Linked DNA regions of Drosophila melanogaster: region 1 is linked to region 2. The links are chromatin contacts, called in public HiChIP or PLAC-seq maps. All regions are on one chromosome and are shown on one strand. Each heading gives the region's core, a stretch centred on a gene start, on an enhancer-like site or on the middle of the called end of the contact. The rest is flanking DNA. Distances are from core to core; before and after follow the strand shown. Region 1 holds the start of Cmtr1 (Cap methyltransferase 1). Region 2 holds the start of CG6428.

Region 1 (2,923 bases), core at 117-2,616, 130 kb after region 2:
AACGCCCTGGGGCGTATGCATGCGGATATACTCGTTCAGCGAGTCCTGGTTGCTTTCATCGAATATGTTGCCATCTTCCTTTACGCCGTAGAACGTGTCAAAGGACTCCGGCGAGGCAGCAAAGAACTTTTCCAGCTTAAAGTCGTTAGCGCCACGAAGTGTGAAGCCGAATCCTTTGGCCTCCCACGATTTGCGGTACAGCACGTACTCGGAGAAGCCGCCAGGACCTGTGCAACAACAGAAAGGAGATCAAGGTTATTACGTCTAAAGCGAGTTTATTGAGAACGATCGAGATTTGGAAAGCAAAAGCGAAACGCAATGTATTCACCTGCACACATGTCCGTGAAATAGAGAAGCTCATCGGGAGCCACCAGGGTCTGGCCAGCGGGATCGCGGGGATTGGTGAACATGAAGTTGCACATGGAGTCGATGTTGGCCATCTTGACGGCGGCGCGGTTGAGAAAGATGGAGCTGCGGATCGTCTCAAACGGATTACATCGGGATCTTGCCCGTCGTTTCTCGTTGTCGTTGAGATCATCGAATACAGTTTTGGCATTGAGGATGTGATGCAGGATGGCCGGATCGCAGTAGCGTGTCTCCCCGTCGAGGGTCAGCTTCTTCTCACCGGTGACCAAATGACCCATCAGCTGATCAAGACTGTATGCGTCCGCACGGCTGCCAGGATTGTGGAGCCAAAGCACCGGTTCGGGTATCTCGAGCTCCTCGCAGGCAGGATCCCACTGGCCAGCCGACGATTGGACAGTGTCCAGTTTGAGGCCGAAGCCACGGCGACCATCCTGCTGAACGGCGATGATGGGCTCCAGGCGACCCTGGTTGCTCTTTCCCAAACCCTTGTCATTCTCGTAGCCCATCTTCTTCATCATCTCCATGGCCTTGTTTGAGTAGCTCTTCACCCATTCCCGCTTGATCTTCTTGGGCGTGGGCTCCGAGTTCTCATCGTCCGAAGGTTCGTCCATCTTGAAGGCCGCGATGGAATCTGATCTATGCTCTGGAATTGTAGGCGGCGCGATGCTCGAGTTTGTGCAGCGTATTAATTGATTATATACAATAACAATTAAATCAGCTGGATGGATTTATAAATTAATGGGACTTTTCTTTCTGTGGCGATTTTTGTGTTTACAAAGATATGTGAGCGACTGTTTGGAATTGTTGTGCACAGGCTGTTTATTACACTAGATCAGTGTTATTGTAGTCCGTTCCCGCACCCGGATCGGGCATCTAGATGGCTAGGCCGCGTTCCGAAAACTGTTTGTCAAGCGTGATTCAGATTTAAGCACATTTAGAATAACTTTTAGGTCTAATTTTCAGCTGCAGCTGATTCGATAGGTGGTGCGATAAGTCCAGACAAATAACGCTTCGTGTTATCGATAACACGTAGTTCTTTTGAACCTACGCCGTATGGCGATAAATACCGTAGCAAAAACGTGGTTAAATATACTACAAATATATTCTCCGCGGGAAATTCAAAGTTTACTTTATACGTTCGAAATTATTATTTACTATAGCTATAGCTTTTATTGCCACTGAAACTTTTTTTTAAAGGTTGTCACTTTCTGTCTAGTTCGAGCATACCACACTTGGTCTAGAACTAGATCTCCACAGGGTAGTCACCCATTTCTGTCATTAGCTCGTTATTAGCTGTCATATCTCAGTCCAATTCACAAGGTGTGCTAAAATTCCTGGTCTGAAAATCCAGATTGAATATTATTATATACTACCAAAATGGAAGAACAGAATGTTGACGAAACGAAAACCAATCCGCTGTCGCGAAAACTAAAGTTCTCCGGTATTTGTAAGCTAACCGATGAGGAACTGTCGCATCTCTACAAGCTCGACGAGCTGACAGACGAGGAGCTGGCTTCCGTGGACCTGAAGAGAAGCTCCTTGATCGATGACTATCGTCTTCTGCACGAGGTTTCGATGATGAGGCAAATGGAGAACGAAGCCGCAAAGCCCCCAAATCCCCCAGAACCCCCAAAGCCCCCAAATCCCCCAGAACGCCCTAAAGCCCGTAAGCTTCTTCATGTGGGATTTGTACGAAAAGCTAGAGCATTGGGTTTACATACCCAAGAAGGTATATAAATTTAATTTGCTTAACAAGTTCGTCAAGGTCATGAGTTTCGAGGAGGAGCCTGGGACCATCTTCACCGAGGAGCAGTTGCGGCTCGATTCGAACTACATGGAGCTAAACAGCGATATATTCCGCCTGGAGTCCTTCTACAATTACCTGGACAGCATGTACGTCAGCGGCAATTCCAATAGAGCAATCGATTTGGTGATGTTTGGCATCCACCGTTTGAACATCAACATTCTGATGAATATCCATAAGTTCCATACGCCAAAGAAAGCACATCAGCTCCCGGTGCATTATGATTGTAACAAATTTCAAATAAAACTTTGCATTCCCAGTTCAATTTGTTGTTTAATTATTAATTATAACTGTAACTTTACTTCTTGCTTATAACTAAACTTTACTGCCAAATTCTAAATTTTTTGCCAAATTTTCGCATTTTTGAAACCATCATGAAAATGTAAAAAATGGTCTAAACTTAATGGCCTGTAGCCAAGGTACCGCCTTATATACCCTCGCGGAACGCCTCCAACCCGGGATTTCACCACCGATTTTTCCGGAGCACCCGGACATATCGCTATGTTACAATCAGTGTTGCTAGCAACTATCTTCCAGATACAATTGCGGGTGCTGGCGCCCTTACAACCGCGTAGGTTGAGAAAAGGAAATCACAATAGCCTTTAGTAGCTGTTGAATTAGTCTTCCAGAAGGCAGTCAGAAGTTCCAGGCATTCGAACAGCAGAACCTTACTGTTCACACGTTTAGAAGTTTTAAAATAGGTGGCTTAAAATTCCAGTAAAGCATCATAATATCCCGGCTTATGTGTGTCCA
Region 2 (3,191 bases), core at 485-2,984:
CAAGCCGACGTTCTCGTCGAGATTCAAGTGTACGCAAAACCTTTCAATAGTGCATGGCCGGAATATCAGGCGGTAGTCGACGTTCACATCAATGCCGATCCTGGCCAGTGGTGGAACATTCGGTGAGTCGAACGCGTCTAAGGCATTCGAACTGACCTTCACCGTCCGATTGCCGCGCATCAACTTATGGCCAAAGAAGATGCAAACCTCCGGAATGATGTAGTTACCGGCTATGATCAAGGCTGACGTAAAATTGTCCTTGCCATCGGTTCGCGTCTCAAAGATGGGTATTTGGGAGCCCGTGATGATCACCGTCTTGCCCAAATTTTCCAACATGAAAGACAATGCAGATGCGGTGTAGGAAAGCGTGTCGGTGCCATGGAGCACCACAAAGCCATCGAAGAACTCGTACGATTGCTAGACAATAATTTGGAAAGGATTAATATTACCTTTCATATATATATATATGTATGTACCTGAATATCGCTGGCGATTCGCGCCCAATCGTTCATCGTCATATTGCTGCTGTCCAGCAGCGGTGTATATTCCGAGATCTGGTAGATAACCCGGCGATCTACGCCCTGCACAATGGGCAGCACCAGTGGAGCCATCGATGCAGATGCTCCAAAGCGGCGCAGCGCGTACTCCTCATCGTGGATGTTTGGATATTTGCGGATGCTGCGCACCAGGGCATTGGGAATGGGAGCTAACACTGCGATAATTATAGAATATTAATATTGATAGTCACAAACTCCGTGACAAATTAGTTTCCTAATCAAGATGATGATTTATGGTCACGCTTCGTGTGTCAAATGTTTACTAAAATACCTAATTAGACCACTCAATAAATAGCAAGCAAATAGTCAATATTTAAATAGAAGCATCAACAATCTGTTGACTGCCAATTGATTTGTTTTGTTTACATTCATACCAACAATTTCAACTTTCATACATATTATTCGAATAAAATGTTTTCAAGTGCATTGCTCTTATCATATCTGGCCATTTTCTAAGACTCCCCTTGTTAGTAAAAGTGGGATCTTATCTACATGGACAGATTCGGGCAATCCCAATGAATCCTCGTATTCGTGACATTCTGGGCTGCTTACCATTCCGCTCGTTGCGCACCATGCCGATGGTGCCGCCAGTGTAGATGACCTTCACCCGGGCCTCTTTGACATCCTGGGCCATGAGTTTTCCATCACTTTTATTCCTGCGGATCGTGGGACTCGGCAGAGTGGGCGATGCCGGCGGCATGCTTTTGTCCAGCGAGGCCAGCCTCTCGTGACCATTGGTCTTCAGGACGGGAATATCCATAATATAGAGTAAAGAGTATAGAGGATGATGGACTGCGGAGCGCCGGTTGCGAAGCTGTGTGCCTTATCACTGGCTGCTCAGATGGTGTCGTTCCGACGCGTAAACAGCAAATCCATTAACAGCCCGTGCCGTTGATGATTATTTGGCCAACTCGTTATCGTGCTAATCCGGATCGGATCCGAAGTAGTGAAATAATAATTCGCGGGGGGACGCCGAGATAGCACGTGGTATTGGGACTCTATCGCAGAGGAAATTGAAACGAAAAGCCCAAATCACGGCGGCGCAATCACTTATATATAGATAACCGCACCAGACTTTGGCCCACGACGTACATGACTAATCTAATGAAATTCAAATGAAATTCCGCTGATTGCAATATTTTGGTCATAAATAAACACCCAATCAGCTGTGCGACTATCGATAGTTCGCAGTGCCATAATATCAATTCCAATTAGACTTTATTTTGTCTAACTTATAACAAAATTCTTTTTATTTTTCTAGCCTTTCTAAAACTTTTCTATATATATATATATATATATATATTTTTTTTATTGCCAAAGCTCTATTATTTTCTCAATTGTTTTGTTTACACATACTTAACTTTTTACGTCGATGCGGCAACGCTGAGCCATCAGTGCCAAAATACCCAACACTGGTTAACTGCTCAATACCACAGGTCTGGCAGCGCAAAAGCTTGTGCCCGTCTGGCAGCTCCAAAATCCCGTTAAGTTGGCGGCAAATGCGCAAAAAATTTAAGTACAGTAAAATTTATAATTTGTGGTGAAATACAACAATTGAATGAGACAAAATGTGAATTGAATTTGAACAACGACTTGATGGACGACTACAGCTCGTTGTGGGCGTGACTGGCGGGCAAATGGGGCTGCAGGTCCCGCCAAAAGTCGACCCGGTGCTGCATAAGCTCGTTTTCAAGTCGAAAAATGGATGCGGAGTCCTCCATTTTGGTGCCCAGTCGAGCGAATTCCACTGGATAACTAGAGGCGGGACTCCAGTTCGGCAGATGAAAGCTAACATTCGTGGGATTTGGATTGCTGTGGAGAAATTATCATTAGTTTCGATTAAAAAAAAGAGTTATATTTAAATGGCATATACCCGGTCTTCGCAAAGCTAACCCACAGATGGAGCATTAATTCGCGGAGTTCCAGATCCTTTTGCGTCGGCACCGCACTCACAAATAACTCCCGGCCAATGGGGAACAAGTACTGGAGCTCCTCGGCATGGCACGCTCCATAGAACTCGTTTCGGCCGCCCTTGAAAATCTCCGTAAAACTGGCAGCTCCCTTGTGATCGAATAGGTATACATAGGTGGGGGCCACGTCCTCTTGGGACATGCGGAGGCGCAAGTACTCATCGATTCCGGCCACAAACCATCCATCCGAGATCAGCTAAAATGGAGTAAGGAGTTTGTACACAGATGCTGATTGGATTAATGAACTCTTAATTCATCTAGATTGGCGATCCGTCCACTCACGTCGGTCAGGTTCTGGTGGTTGGCCTTGTCGTAATCGTGGCCCGACTTGAAGTAGAAGCTTTCGATGCGCTGCGTAATCGTTTGCCGCACGGAATCGTCATGATGATCGTAGTTGAGCACGACGGGCAGGACCTGCTCAAACTGAGACTTAAACTCGGCCAACAGCTGGGGAAGATTGAGCAGGGCGGCGGTCTTCAGGAGACCTTCCTCGGCGGTGGCGCCCACCATGAGTGGAAGTTGCAGTCCATGTGGCTTGGCCGCCTGGCGAGGTGCCACTGTGAGGAAGGCGCCATCGTGCTCCGGTTCGACCACGGGCGGAAATGGTATCATCGGATCAAAGTCCCAGACCTGCAATACAAAAGAAAGCTAAAGGTAAAGCTTG

The links. HiChIP or PLAC-seq counts read pairs in DNA pulled down with a chosen protein or histone mark.
Region 1: an H3K27ac HiChIP or PLAC-seq map of the Kc167 cell line shows a contact between it and region 2, with 4 times the contacts expected there. The contact joins the promoter of Cmtr1 here to the promoter of CG6428 in region 2. A contact is called at or near these places in 15 of 107 Hi-C or Micro-C datasets (the D17-c3 cell line, the Kc167 cell line, the ML-DmBG3-c2 cell line and 5 more) and 4 of 6 datasets of contacts at active chromatin or transcription factors (the Kc167 cell line and the S2 cell line).

What each region holds. Positions count from the first base shown.
Region 1 is chrX:4,099,665-4,102,587 of dm6, forward strand. Cmtr1 (Cap methyltransferase 1) reads right to left here and starts at 1,367. Exons shown (of 2, transcript NM_001297922.1): 1 at 329-1,367; 2 at 1-227. The coding sequence starts at 977. It overlaps CG15375, which reads left to right and starts at 1,654. Exons shown (of 3, transcript NM_131921.3): 1 at 1,654-2,046; 2 at 2,123-2,429; 3 at 2,800-2,923. The coding sequence starts at 1,744. The coding sequence ends at 2,891.
Region 2 is chrX:3,966,921-3,970,111 of dm6, forward strand. CG6428 reads right to left here and starts at 1,735. Exons shown (of 4, transcript NM_130732.2): 1 at 1,110-1,735; 2 at 477-712; 3 at 1-417. The coding sequence starts at 1,317. CG6414 reads right to left here. Exons shown (of 4, transcript NM_001316636.1): 2 at 2,810-3,157; 3 at 2,431-2,723; 4 at 1,868-2,369. The coding sequence ends at 2,162. It also overlaps asRNA:CR45481.